Linked DNA regions of Sus scrofa: region 1 is linked to region 2. Evidence: chromatin contacts called from public Hi-C data. All regions are on one chromosome and are shown on one strand. Each heading gives the region's core, a stretch centred on a gene start, on an enhancer-like site or on the middle of the called end of the contact. The rest is flanking DNA. Distances are from core to core; before and after follow the strand shown. Region 1 has its middle 10 kb from the start of SFT2D1. Region 2 overlaps RPS6KA2 (ribosomal protein S6 kinase alpha-2).

Region 1 (2,861 bases), core at 91-2,590, 310 kb after region 2:
TTTGGGCTTTCGATCAAACACACCCGTCAATGCCATGGACCTGCCTCCAGGAGGATGTTGCTTTTCCTGCTCTAAGGTGTGCTCCCTGGGGACACGGTCCCTGGAAGAGACTCCACCCCAGGCTCCTGGGGAGCAAGGAGCCCCTGAGAGACAACTGGAACCAGCATCACCTGCTCCCCTCCTGAGTGTGGGTGGAGCCCAAAGCACCTCTTTTTTTTCAACTCAGTGGAGTTCCTGGGCCAGGGATCAGACCCAAGCCGCAGTCACAACCTAAGCCTCAGCTGCAGCAACCCTAGATCCTTAACCCACTGTGCCGGGCTGGGGATTGAACCTGCGTCCCAGTGCTACCACGACGCTGCTGATCCCGTTACACAACAGCTGGAACTCCAAGTGTCTTTTTTTTATATGTGATTTTTTTGCATTTTATTATGCTGCAGTCTCTAACGTGTCTAAAATGGACATTTCCGCAGACAAAACCCAGAATGCTTCGGGGACATTTTAAGCCTCGTTTATAAAATCAACGACCTCCCATGGATCCCCACATCCCGTAGGATACAGTCTCTTTATTTCTCCACTTTTGTCCTCATCATTCTCTCTAGATGAACAAGCTGTGATCTTTCCTTTTCTTTTCTTCCGGTCTTTTGTCTTTTTAGGGCCGCACCCGTGGCATATGACTAGGGGTCGAACCGGAGCCACAGCTGCCAGCCTACGCCACAGCCACAGCAACGCAGGATCCGAGCCGCGTCTGTGACCTACACCACCGTTCACAGCAACACCGGGTCCTCAACCCACTGAGCGAGGCCAGGGGTTGAACCCATGTTCTCGTGGATACTAGTCGGGTTTGTTACCCCTGTGCCACGACGGGAATTCCTCCCTTACTACTTTTTTTTCCGCCAGGAAAAGACCTACCCAGCACCCTATGATCCCGCAGCCTTGATAATTTTTGAAATTTATTTCAAAACGTGTTTATTGGCGTCTAGTTGACTTGCACTGTCGTGTTAGTTTCAGGGGGGCAGCAGAGTGATTCAGTTGTACTGATTTACCTATGGCCACTCTTTCCCAGACTCTTTTCCTACGTGGGTTGGTTATTACACGGCATCGAGTAGACTTCTCTGCGCTGCCCGGTGGGTCCTTGTTAGCCCTCTGCCTTACACCCAGGAGTGTGTGCAAGTTAATCCCAGCCTCCTGCTTATCCCCCACCCTCGCCCCCAGCGTCACCGTCAGTTGGATTTTGAAATCTTCGACTCTGTTTCCGTTTTCTGAACCCAAAGCATCTCCCCGCTCCTTTGTTTTCCTCGGGCTCGAGACTATTTTGTGACAAAATCCTGCCATCTTGTGGCCTCGTGAGAGTCAAGCGCTGAGGTCATGTGATTTGTGTTGAGCTAATGTTTGTCGTGAGGAATGAAAGTCACTTTAAAACCCACATCCATCCTCCTCAGAGACGTTCCCGTTGATCTACGAACACGTGCAGGAAAACTCCCACCTAAAGGTGGCCCCGACCAGAGCTGGCGTCTGCGCGGGTCAGGCAGAGGCAAGGACTGTGAGCAAAGAGCTTCCGATTGTGCCATCGCTATTTCCTTTGTAACCAGTCCTTCCACAGAGATGACACGGATGCAGAATACGTTGCCCCTTCACAGCTCTCGTGTGTCCTCTGCGGTCAATAAACTTTCGGGTTACGCGGCTGCACCTGCCTCTCCCCCGACTCACTCAGCCCAGCTGGCCTCAGCTCCAACGCCGACCTTGCAGTTGGCTCCAGAGGGGTGCTCACCTCTCCGTGGTCCCCAGGCTGCCCGCCCCACTCCCACCTAACCCCGGTTAAGCCACTCGAGTGCTGGTGGAGCCCTCCTGGGGAATGGCCACTTCGCACAGAGTCACTCTTCCCCAGAGGCAGCTCCCACCGTGACAGGCGGATGCAGAAGTGAAGGCCTGGGCCTTTCCCCTGCTCACAGGAGCCTCTGCAGGGCGCTCCCCTACTCCCCCCACCCGGCTGGGCTGGAGGCCTGGCTTTGAAGATCTGTGACCACACCCGGCCATGCCCGAGGGGCGTGCACGCCTGCTCCCGCCGCTCCCCCGAGGTGCTGGCCCTGGGTCCTGCACAGACATCCGCTTCCCTGTCTCCAGGGAGCCCAGCCTGGCCAGGCGGTGAGGATCTGATCTGTCTGGGAGGGAGGGCCATCGCCCGAGTGTCATTGGCCGGTGGAGTGGGAGCCGTGTCAGCACAGGAGCAGGGCTACCGAGAGGCAAGGCTGCTGGCTACGAGGGCTGCGGCGTAGGCTCCACAGAGTCGAGATGGAGAGGAGAAGGCAATGAATACAGATTTGGAAAGAAAAATCTCAACTTTGGCAGCAAATCCTTGTATTTACACAAGCATGCCTCCAAATCCGCCTCCTGAATAAAACTACCGTGGCCTCTCCTTGTTTCTGGGCATTGGTGGGGACTCGGGGGGGAGACCAGTGCCTGTCCGTCACCGAGGGGGCCTTTAGCGGAAGCTCTCCCTCCGTGGCCTGGGGCTCTGCATTTCCAACAGGCTCCCAGGTGCTGCCCCCAGGGACCACTAACCAAAGTTAAAAGTCCCTGTGTATTGTCTTGTTTTCGTTCATTTCTGGTGAAATATCATGTCAAAAACTCATTTGTGCTTTCTTCAAGGGTGAGATGGTATCTTTTTCTTCTCTGAACAAAGTGCCAAGTGCACAATAAACACACATACATCCACTGATCCCTTAAGGTAAGATTGTGCTATTTTTAATCGGATTGTAATTTAGTTGCAGTAATCTGCACTTCTTGTAGAGATTGCGTCCTGGTCACAGGTAGCATGGAGTGCGTTTATTCACGTGGGTTATACTGCAGGGCATTTCTGTCAA
Region 2 (3,269 bases), core at 431-2,930:
TTAAAATAATCGTTGTAGCAACCCTTGGGCTGTAACAGTAAATAAGGACCAGGGGAAGGAGGCCTTCCTGCCGGGCGGCGGCTCCCTAATGCCTCGCGGCGGCTCCCTAATGCCACGTGGCATGTTCCGTCTCCCTTGCGGCCAGTTTCGGTGTCTTGTATTTACAAGGTTTGGGGGGCTGAGCAGTTGATGTGTGTCTGTGTTGTGGTCTTTTAATGTGAAGACAACATTTTCCCGTTTTTTTCCTATTATAATGATAAAATATTTGATGGAATAGCAAAATAAGTGAAAACACACTTGAGATTTGCAGACTTCTAGTCTGTCCCAGATAGTTTGGCTTCGTGACTTTAAGATGCTGACAAGCCAAAGAGGGTTTTGTATTGCTTCATAAATGTACAGAATGTGTATCTCTTTTCTCCCTCAATATAAAAGGACTCTACCGCTTTACAGATGTAGTCTCTATGAGGATGGGGGTTCAATCCCCAGGCTTGCTTGGTGGGTTAAGGATCCAGTGTTGCCGCAAGCTGCAGTGTAGGTCACAGATGTGGCTCAGATCTGGTGTCGCTGTGCCTGTGGTGTAGGCCTCAGCTGCAGCTCAGATTCGACCCCTAGCCCTGAAACTTCCATGTGCCGCAGGTGCGGCATGAAAAAAAACGACCTTCATGTAGCAAAGCAGATACTCACTGTAGCAGTGGGTGTATTTCTTCATCTCATAACCTTTTTCCTGTGCCTTTCTATCTCCACACGTGTGCTCACACATCCACCCCTGTGCTCACACATCCGCACCTGTGTCACAACCTCAACTCAGCAGCTATGTGTGTTTCTATATTTACATCAGCCCTTTTATACACTTTGCCAACACCAAATCATACTTTGTATGTTTTCTTAACATTTAAAAATTGTCCCCCCGATTCTTATTATTCTAACAACCATAGAATCTCCCATCATGTAGCGGTGCCATAACGTATTTGTACAATTCTTTGTTTAATATTTGGCCAGTGTTCAATTTCTCACTGTAATTTTAAAAAACACGATGATAAACATTTACCTAAGTCTCTATCTTTGGATAAACTCCTAGAAGTTATTGGGTTAAAGAATTTGGTTTTTTTTTTTTTTTACTTAAATGTTTATTTTACATCTTGGAGGTCTTCTGCAAAACAATATTTTTAGGCCTAACTTAGGAAGAACATTTTTCCCCCTGGGGTGAGTGTTCGGCTCAGGCCCGGGAAACACACGCAGGTGGCTTGCAGCATTCCTGGCTGGGCGCCTGCGGAAACCAGCCCCCAGCGCGGACGGAGTCTCAGGGTTTGGCACCAGGTCGGGAGGAGCAAAGGGCGGGGCGGCCTGTATTCCGTTTCAGGAGGACACTGGGGGGAAGAACTGGAGTTTGGGGTCCGGCGGCTTCTCGTTGGCTGCAAACAATGCCAAGGGCCTTGTCTCAGGGGCAGGGAGGGGTCTTCCTGCTTTTCTTAAAAGCAGGAGACAGCCTTCCCCGGGAAAATGGGCCTCCCTGGGCAAAGGAACCGGCATCCTTCTTCGGGCTGCGCGAGTGTCCTGGGCGTGAGAGCGCCCCCTTCAGGGCTCTCCAACTCGGTTTAAAATGAGGTTTCCCTGGCGTCGCGGTGGTGGCTTATCGGAAACGAATCCCGCAGGTATCTGAACATGCGGGTTCCATCCCTGGCCTCGCTCTAGTGGGTCGGGGATCCGGCGTTGCTGTGAGTTGTGGTGTAGGTCACAGACCCGGCTCCAATCCCGTGTGGCTGTGGCTTTGGCGGAGGCCGGCCGCTGTAGCTCCAATTAGACCCCTAGCCTGGGAACCTTCATATGCTGCGGAAGCAGCCCTAAAAAGCAATAAAATAAAATGAAGTTTCCTTTACTTATTTTCGCGGTCTGATTCTGTTAATAAGAGATTTCCAGTGGGTCAACCCCTAGGGACAGGGTATGGACCGCTGGTTGCCAGGGCCTGGGGGTGGGCGTGAGGAGTGGCTCCGGGTTTCTTTGGAAGGGATGAAAATATTTTGGAATTGAATAGTGGTCGTGGTTTCACAACGTGGTGAATGCACTAAATACCACTGATTTTTACATTTCAAGTGCTTAATCTTATGGGAAATTCATCTGAATTTAGAAAAATACATATATATATGTGTGTATATATATATATTTAAATCTAAACTACAGAAACGGAAAGGCACCCCAGGGGTGGTCCAGCCCCCTGGTCGCCCTCTTTGAGCCCCTGTGGGCTCTCCCCTCCTCCCGCCCCTCTCACAACCCAGTTATTCATTGAGCCGTGTTTTGGTTAGTTGTCCCCTCATCCCTAAGTGCACAGTGCGATGGTCCTCGGGGATCGCTGCCTGCCTCTCGCTGGATGGAGGTCCTCCGAGCTGCCCTCCATCTGCTTTATCATGGACCAGCCAGCCCCCCCCCCGGGGGGGGAGGGGCAGGAGCCACCGGGAGGAACACACACTCGGCTAACGCCTGGCCTCCCCTGGGCTGGTCTCACACCCCCTTGGTTGGTTTTATCTGGAAAGGACACAGGTCACAGCCCAGAAACCAGCAAATCGCTGAAAAGGTCTGGTTTCTTGGCTGATGTAACTCACTTGTTAACCCTTTAGAGTCCAGAAGAACCCAGACAGCCCTCAGATATCTGGAGTTTTGGGGCCCCAGGGGAGGGGGAGAGGAAGGTCTCAACAGGAACGTTTATGGAAAACAAGCTCCGCCTTCCTTACAGTCGGTCCGCGGGTGAAGGCCGCACCTTATTCCTGGAGCGCGTAGCAAGGCCTCAGCAGCGAAGCTGTCCTGCAGCAGGTGCACAGGCCGGCGCTTCCTGGGACGCGTCCTCTGCTGCCCCCTCGTGGCGGGCGATGCAGGTCGGGCGGCAGGAGCCCTGCAATCGAGAGGCAATGCACAGATCCAACCCCCACCCCGGGAACCTACAGCCTGCAGGCGTGTGTGTGTGTGTGTGTGTGTGTGTGTGTGTGGTGCGTAGGGAGGTGCGGACGAACGAGCCGCAGCCACCCAGAGACACTGAAGACTCGATACCGCAGAAGAACGGCGATAAATCCAACGTCCCAACTGCTTTGGCAATTTCTAGATGGTTCCAAACGGCAGACCCCTCTGTTGGCTTGTGGCCTAATGGTGGGACAGGGCTCCGGCGGTGCCCAGCGCGGTCTCTGGTGCCGCAGGACTCTGTCCTCGTGCAAGTGTCTCTGGCGCCCTCTGCTGTTCCTCCTTTGCTGTTCCACCCTCACAAGCCCGCCGGTGGAACAAAT

The links. A called contact is a pair of places that touch in the nucleus more often than the background predicts.
Region 1: a contact with region 2 is called in a Hi-C map of retroperitoneal adipose tissue, with 2.5 times the contacts expected there. The contact joins two enhancer-like sites. A contact is called at or near these places in 14 of 47 Hi-C or Micro-C datasets (alveolar macrophages, brain, embryonic fibroblasts and 9 more) and 1 of 2 datasets of contacts at active chromatin or transcription factors (skeletal muscle).

Annotation. Positions count from the first base shown.
Region 1 is chr1:2,565,416-2,568,276 of Sscrofa11.1, forward strand. No RefSeq gene overlaps it. Among named protein-coding and RNA genes, the nearest start is that of SFT2D1, 10 kb to the right of the region's middle. Within about 2 kb of position 1,341, at least 19 of the 83 cell types and tissues checked have an H3K27ac peak or open chromatin away from gene starts, as enhancers often do. A contact at or near this core is called in fetal liver, retroperitoneal adipose tissue and subcutaneous adipose tissue, where this site is marked.
Region 2 is chr1:2,254,776-2,258,044 of Sscrofa11.1, forward strand. All of the region lies in intron 2 of RPS6KA2 (ribosomal protein S6 kinase alpha-2), which reads left to right. Among named protein-coding and RNA genes, the nearest start is that of RPS6KA2, 53 kb to the left of the region's middle. Within about 2 kb of position 1,681, at least 19 of the 83 cell types and tissues checked have an H3K27ac peak or open chromatin away from gene starts, as enhancers often do. A contact at or near this core is called in fetal liver, retroperitoneal adipose tissue and subcutaneous adipose tissue, where this site is marked.